Linked DNA regions of Mus musculus: region 2 is linked to region 1. Evidence: chromatin contacts called from public promoter capture Hi-C data. All regions are on one chromosome and are shown on one strand. The core of a region is the stretch at or near the end of the contact, and the rest is flanking DNA. Distances in the headings are between cores, read along the strand shown. Region 1 holds the start of Efr3b (EFR3 homolog B). Region 2 holds the start of Pfn4 (profilin family, member 4).

Evidence for each region. Promoter capture Hi-C pulls out the DNA fragments that hold promoters and counts their contacts.
Region 2: a promoter capture Hi-C map of liver shows a contact between it and region 1, with 3 times the contacts expected there. The contact joins the promoter of Pfn4 here to the promoter of Efr3b in region 1. A contact is called at or near these places in 3 of 39 promoter capture datasets (cranial neural crest, hippocampal neurons and liver).

Annotation. Positions count from the first base shown.
Region 1 is chr12:4,037,595-4,040,294 of GRCm38.p6, forward strand. It overlaps Efr3b (EFR3 homolog B), which reads right to left and starts at 1,321. Exons shown (of 23, transcript NM_001082483.1): 1 at 1,110-1,321. The coding sequence starts at 1,116.
Region 2 is chr12:4,767,845-4,770,544 of GRCm38.p6, forward strand. It overlaps Pfn4 (profilin family, member 4), which reads left to right and starts at 1,451. Exons shown (of 4, transcript NM_028376.4): 1 at 1,451-2,425. The coding sequence starts at 2,309. It overlaps Fam228b (family with sequence similarity 228, member B), which reads right to left and starts at 1,390. Exons shown (of 7, transcript NM_175431.5): 1 at 1,062-1,390; 2 at 546-677. The coding sequence starts at 653.

The sequences.
Region 1 (2,700 bases), core at 71-2,570:
CTTTGTCTTCTAAATAGGGGGCTCACCAACTGCTGACTCTTTTCAGCATGCTCTCTGTGCTAACAAACTTTGTGACTCATGGTCTGTTCGCAGAGGCAGCCAGCAGCCTTAGAAATGGGTTAAATTGGGAACATGCACTTCTAGATCACTCACTCCTCAGGTGCAGCCCGAGCCCCTACCCTGCAGTAGGAGACGGAGAACAGGGCTCCAATTCTTCTGCTGGCCTCAGAATAACTACCAGAGACCTGGGCTCTAGTAAACTGTGTCCACAGGAATACACGCACACATGTACCCTTGGTAGAGAGCCGATTCCTAGACTAGTCCACTCTTATGATCTGCAAAGTGGGACCCCAGGAGCGCTTTCCTCATCCACGCTGCCTGTAGAACCCGAGAAATTCTTGACAAATGAGCAAGCAGAGCCTTGAACCGTGAGGGTCTTGGAGCTGCCACACATTCGTGGGGGCGGTGGCTGCGTAATTGGGAGAAACCCTCGAAGCAGCATCTCTCCCCATCAGCCCTCCATAGGGCCAATCTGGAAGTTGGGAAGCCTGAATACCATTAGCAGCAGTGTTAGGTAGAGGCCAAGTCCACCCAGCTCAGAGAGATGAACCTCCAGCGCCGGCTCGCTCGCCAGCTCCTGCACTGCCGGCGCCGCCTCCCACATCCAAGGAGCCTGGCAGCAGACTGGCAGTGAGCAGCTCTCCCCTACCCTGGACCACTTTCGCGCATCAAACTCCCAAGCACAAGCCTCTTTGTTAATTCTGCAAATACTGTCACCCGATCACCTCCACCAACACTGTCGGCTCAGCTCCGAAGATACTCGCTTTTTCCAAAGCCGGGTGCCTCTCAGCCATCAGAGTCCCTACCTGGCGACGGACCACCGCCCCTAGCGCCTGCACACGCCTGCCCGAGGGATCTCAGGGGACCAGAGAGTCCCCCGGCCTAAGGCATCTTTGTCCTCTCGGCACAGACGTACGCACAGGCGACTGAACCAGCCTAGCCTGGCACCAAGTCGGCATTCTCGCTTTTGCGACGGGGGCCACTCCGGGGGACAAAGGTCCGTGTCTGGAAGTTTGCGGGCCCGAGCCGGGGCGCCAAGCCCTCCTTACCGTACATCTCCGCGGGGAGCGCGCCTCTGGGGAGGCCGGCGTAGCCGCGTCGCTGGCTGCTAGTCCTGGCCGCTCCTGCCTTTCATTCACAGCCCGGCGGGCTCAGGCGGCTGCGGGCGGAGACCGGGGCGCGGCGGGAGCAGCCGATGGGGGGCCGGCGGCGGGCGGGACAGAGCGGGACGCCACCCGCCCATTCAGCGACGAGGTTGGCTGCCGCCTCCTGCTCTGGTCCGCAAGCTAGGCGGCGCGCAGGGGGCGGAGCTGTGTTCTGCCACGCCCCGCCCCCTTGGCCACTGGCGGGCTGCCTCAAGAGCCCCGCCTCCATCCCGGACCCTCTCCTTTCCTCAGTATGGGGCGAGCCTTTTTACCTACCTGACGCCCCAGGAAGCCCAGGTTCTTCGTTCACTCAGTAGATCATCCATCCGAATTCCAGCTCCTGGCTCAGCTCTTACGCGGGTCGCTGACGTGTCCTTCAAACTGATGACACACACACACACACACACACACACACACACACACACACACACACACACACACACACACACCCCACACCAGGTCAGCCGGGCGCTGGAAGCTGCAGGTGTGCTCTATTCAGTCTGCTCAAACGAACCGGCTTAGGGAACCTAAGGAGCAGAAATTGAGGCATAACCCTATTCTTTCTGCGGGCCCCAAACTCTGTTTGCTACCTGGGTCAGGTATTCAGGAAATACAGCACACTCCCAACCTCCAAGGCTGCAGGAAGTCCGCTTGGTTTTTCCTCTCCAGATTTGTGTAATCTGCAAGCTTTGCAGCCAGCATCCCCTCCACAAAGGGACTTAAACCCCAGGCCAACGCCCCAGCCCTGGATATCTCTGCCTTCTGTTTCTCTGGCTTTTCTATTTCTATTTCTTAATTTCTCCTCTTGCCTCTTGCTGGAGGCTTTCTGTTTTCTTCCCGACCGTAAAAATTAGAGAAGGGCCTGAATGCAATGACCTTCGTTTTGTTTGTTTGTTTGTTTGTTTGTTTTGTTTTGTTTCGTCTTGTTTTTTGAGACAGGGTTTCTCTGTCGGCGCCTCTTTGAGCCTTGCTTCGTGTTGAGAAATTTCATGAACCTACAGTACATAGTGGGCACCACATATTGTTTTCTTTTTCTTTTTTTCTCCCCCAAAGCAAAGATCAAACCAGAGAGATCCAGTCCTTGGATTTGGAGACGGTGCTCAAGACAGTGCTCACTGCACCCCAAACCAGCATTTTCTATTTTTCTTTGGCTTCATTTCCCCAGACACATCCACCAACCCACCTGCACCTCTCCTAATCTGATGCTTCCTGTTGCCTTGATAAACAGAATGACCAAAAAAACACTTGGTTAAGAAAGGGTTTATGTCATATTAAACTTTACAGTCCATCACTGGGGGAAGTTGTCCTGGTTTGAACGGATTGTAGTGGAATATGAAGAGTCCCTGTAGGCTCTTATATTTGAATGCTGGTCCCTCATTGGTAGAACTGTTTGGGGGAGGATTAGGAAGTGTGTTCTTGTTGGGGGTGTGTGTGTCAATGGTCAATGGAGATGGCCTTCGAAGTTTCAAAAGCCCACACTAGTCCAGCGCTCTCT
Region 2 (2,700 bases), core at 201-2,700, 730 kb after region 1:
AGCAGTCAATGTATTTGTTATCTTGATGTGTAAAACTGGCTTCAGGAACATACACACGTTAAAATTTATCGTTATGCATTTCAAGTGTATTTATTTTACACCAATTATACCTTAATAAAACTCTTTAGGAAGAAAAATACAACATATCCAGGTTTAAATAGGGGTTTTTGGTTGGTTGGTTGGTTTTTCGAGACAGGGTTTCCCTGTGTAACCCTGGCTGTCCTGGAACTCACTCTCTAGACCAGGCTGGCCTTGAACTCAGAAATCCACCTGCCTCTGCCTCCCGAGTGCTGGGATTAAAGGCGTGTGCCACCACGCCCGGCTTTAAGTAGGTTTTTATCAGCTTTGTTATATTGTTAAAATTTATAATCAATGGTATATGATTCTACTTTAAGCTCTTAAAGAGCAAAGTAAGTAAGTAACAAAGTTAGTAGAGTTAATGGGGATAGATAGGTTCTATCCAATAGAGTAAAATAGAAAGAAAAATAAAACTTATGCACAAGGCACATCTCTAAGCAAGGACCTCAACAGTCATACAACTGTACCTCCATAAAAGAAAGCGACTGTGGTTCCAACCATTCTTTGGAGCTCTTGAGCTTGGGGAGTGTGCCCGTCACCATATCATCTTGGCTCCTATTTTTCATTGTGGTCATCAAGTAACACAGTCCCTAGAAAAGCTAAAATAGCATTTATTTTGTAATTAAAATTCACAGTAATTTTCTCCGCGGTTTAATAATCAACACTCATGACCTTGGGCACTTAGGGAACGAGTCTTGGAAAACTGCCCGTCCATGTGTCCCTTCCAATTGGCTTGAAACAGGGCTCTCTTGAAGCCCTCCTGGCTAGGAATCTAGTTCCCAGCAGTTTTCTAGGTTTGATATGACATGAATGCTGATGAGTTGCCGCTTTCAAGCTACTGACAAATGAACTTAGAGAAAGAAGGGAATTTGGGACCTTCAAGCTCCAAGAGATCCAAAGCCCTCCCCGGGGCCTGCATGTGAGGGAGAAGAAGACTTGTGGGTCTGCGCCCATGATGAATCTAGGGTACCAGGCCCGCTCACCCGGGAGTACCGGGCCCCCGATTCGCGATTCGCCGGCTCCGACACAGACCGCGTGCGCGGGCCGTCCTGCCGCGCAGGCTTCCACAGGTCCTTCAGCCCCCTCTGGCGGTGGGCCTGCCCTTCGGCTCTCCGCACCACAGTGAGCCCGCGGCCTCAGCCCGAGACCTTGGATTCGGAACGCGCGGGCGTTCGGACCTCTGTCTCCTGGGACGCGGCGCCACCCCTACGCGCCCCTCGGCCAGCGGGAAGACGAGAACGCGCGCGCACCTCGCCGAACAGCACGGAGCAGTGCAGCCCTCTGGCCTGGGAGCGAGGCGAGTCGAAAAGGAGGCAGTGGAACTGTCTCGCGCTAACAGGCAGCTATCGCAGCCAATCAGCTTTTCAGATCCGTGCTACGCCCGCCCCTAGCGGAGCCTCGTCTCCTCTTGTAGCCCCTACTCTGTGTTTAGTTCCCGGCCTCCAGGACTCAGGATTCAGTTAGGCTACCGGCCTCCCATCAATTAGTCCTCCGAAGGCAGCGGCGGGAGAGAGTCGTTCGCCTTACTAGGAACCTGCGGCAAAAGAGTGTTTGTGGCGGTTGACCCTTTGAGGGCCGTCCAAGATGGCAGCACATGAGCAGTAAATGTAGCTCTAAAGAGCCTCCAAGGTGGTCTTAGAGCTCAGGTTTGTTGACCGGTGTCTTGTCTACAGCGTTGATGCTGGCCAAGGAGGAGGAATGAAAAGAGTATCTTTTTTAAATCGGTGGTGCACCTTGAGTGGTTTTGAGATTTTGTGGATAACTGGTTGCTTTTTTTTGTTTTTACTTTATTTTACTTTTATTTATTTGTTTGTTCATTTTTGCGGAGCTGAGAATTGAATGGAGGACTTATTCGCAGATCTTTATTTTTCTAAGACAGGGTCTCTTTGGCCTTGAACTTGTGACCTTCCTGCCCTTAGAGTACCCAAAATAATAGGCATAGACCTTTGTTTTTAAATCTCAGGTAAATCATTAAATAGATAAAAATATTGAGGCTCTGATTTTTTTTTCAAACTCACCTTCATAAACCATTCTGTGAATTCTGATTTTTCTATAATAGTTTTTCTTCCCCTCTGAGTACTGGTGAACCCTGGATGATGGACCACTATTTTCACTCGTCCACCGTTTTAGAGGACACACACTGATAATAAGCTGGAACGTACACAAGAAGCACTTGTATTGTCCCTCGTGGAGTCTTCAGCTGCAGGTTCTGGTTCAGAGCCGAAGAAGCATGAGTCACTTGCAGAACTTACTGTTAGATACCCTGCTGGGGACGAAACACGTGGACAGCGCAGCCCTCATCAAACTCCAGGAAAAGACCCTGTGTGTGACATCACCAGGATTTAGTGTAAGGGTGAAAGCTTCTTAAAAATATTTTTTAGGTTAGCATATAGAGTGTTGGATTTTATATGTTATCTTCATGTATGTGTTGTAAGCTATGTAACATCCGAACATGTTTCAACAATGTCAGAATTTATTGAGTAATGATAAATTCACAAAGTACGATAGTTTCTGTGGCAACAATTTCATACATATGCCTGCTTTCTTTGGTAACCTCACGGGTAAGCACAGATTCTTATTCTGCTATCTTAATTACTAATATCAACTCATGGATTACACACA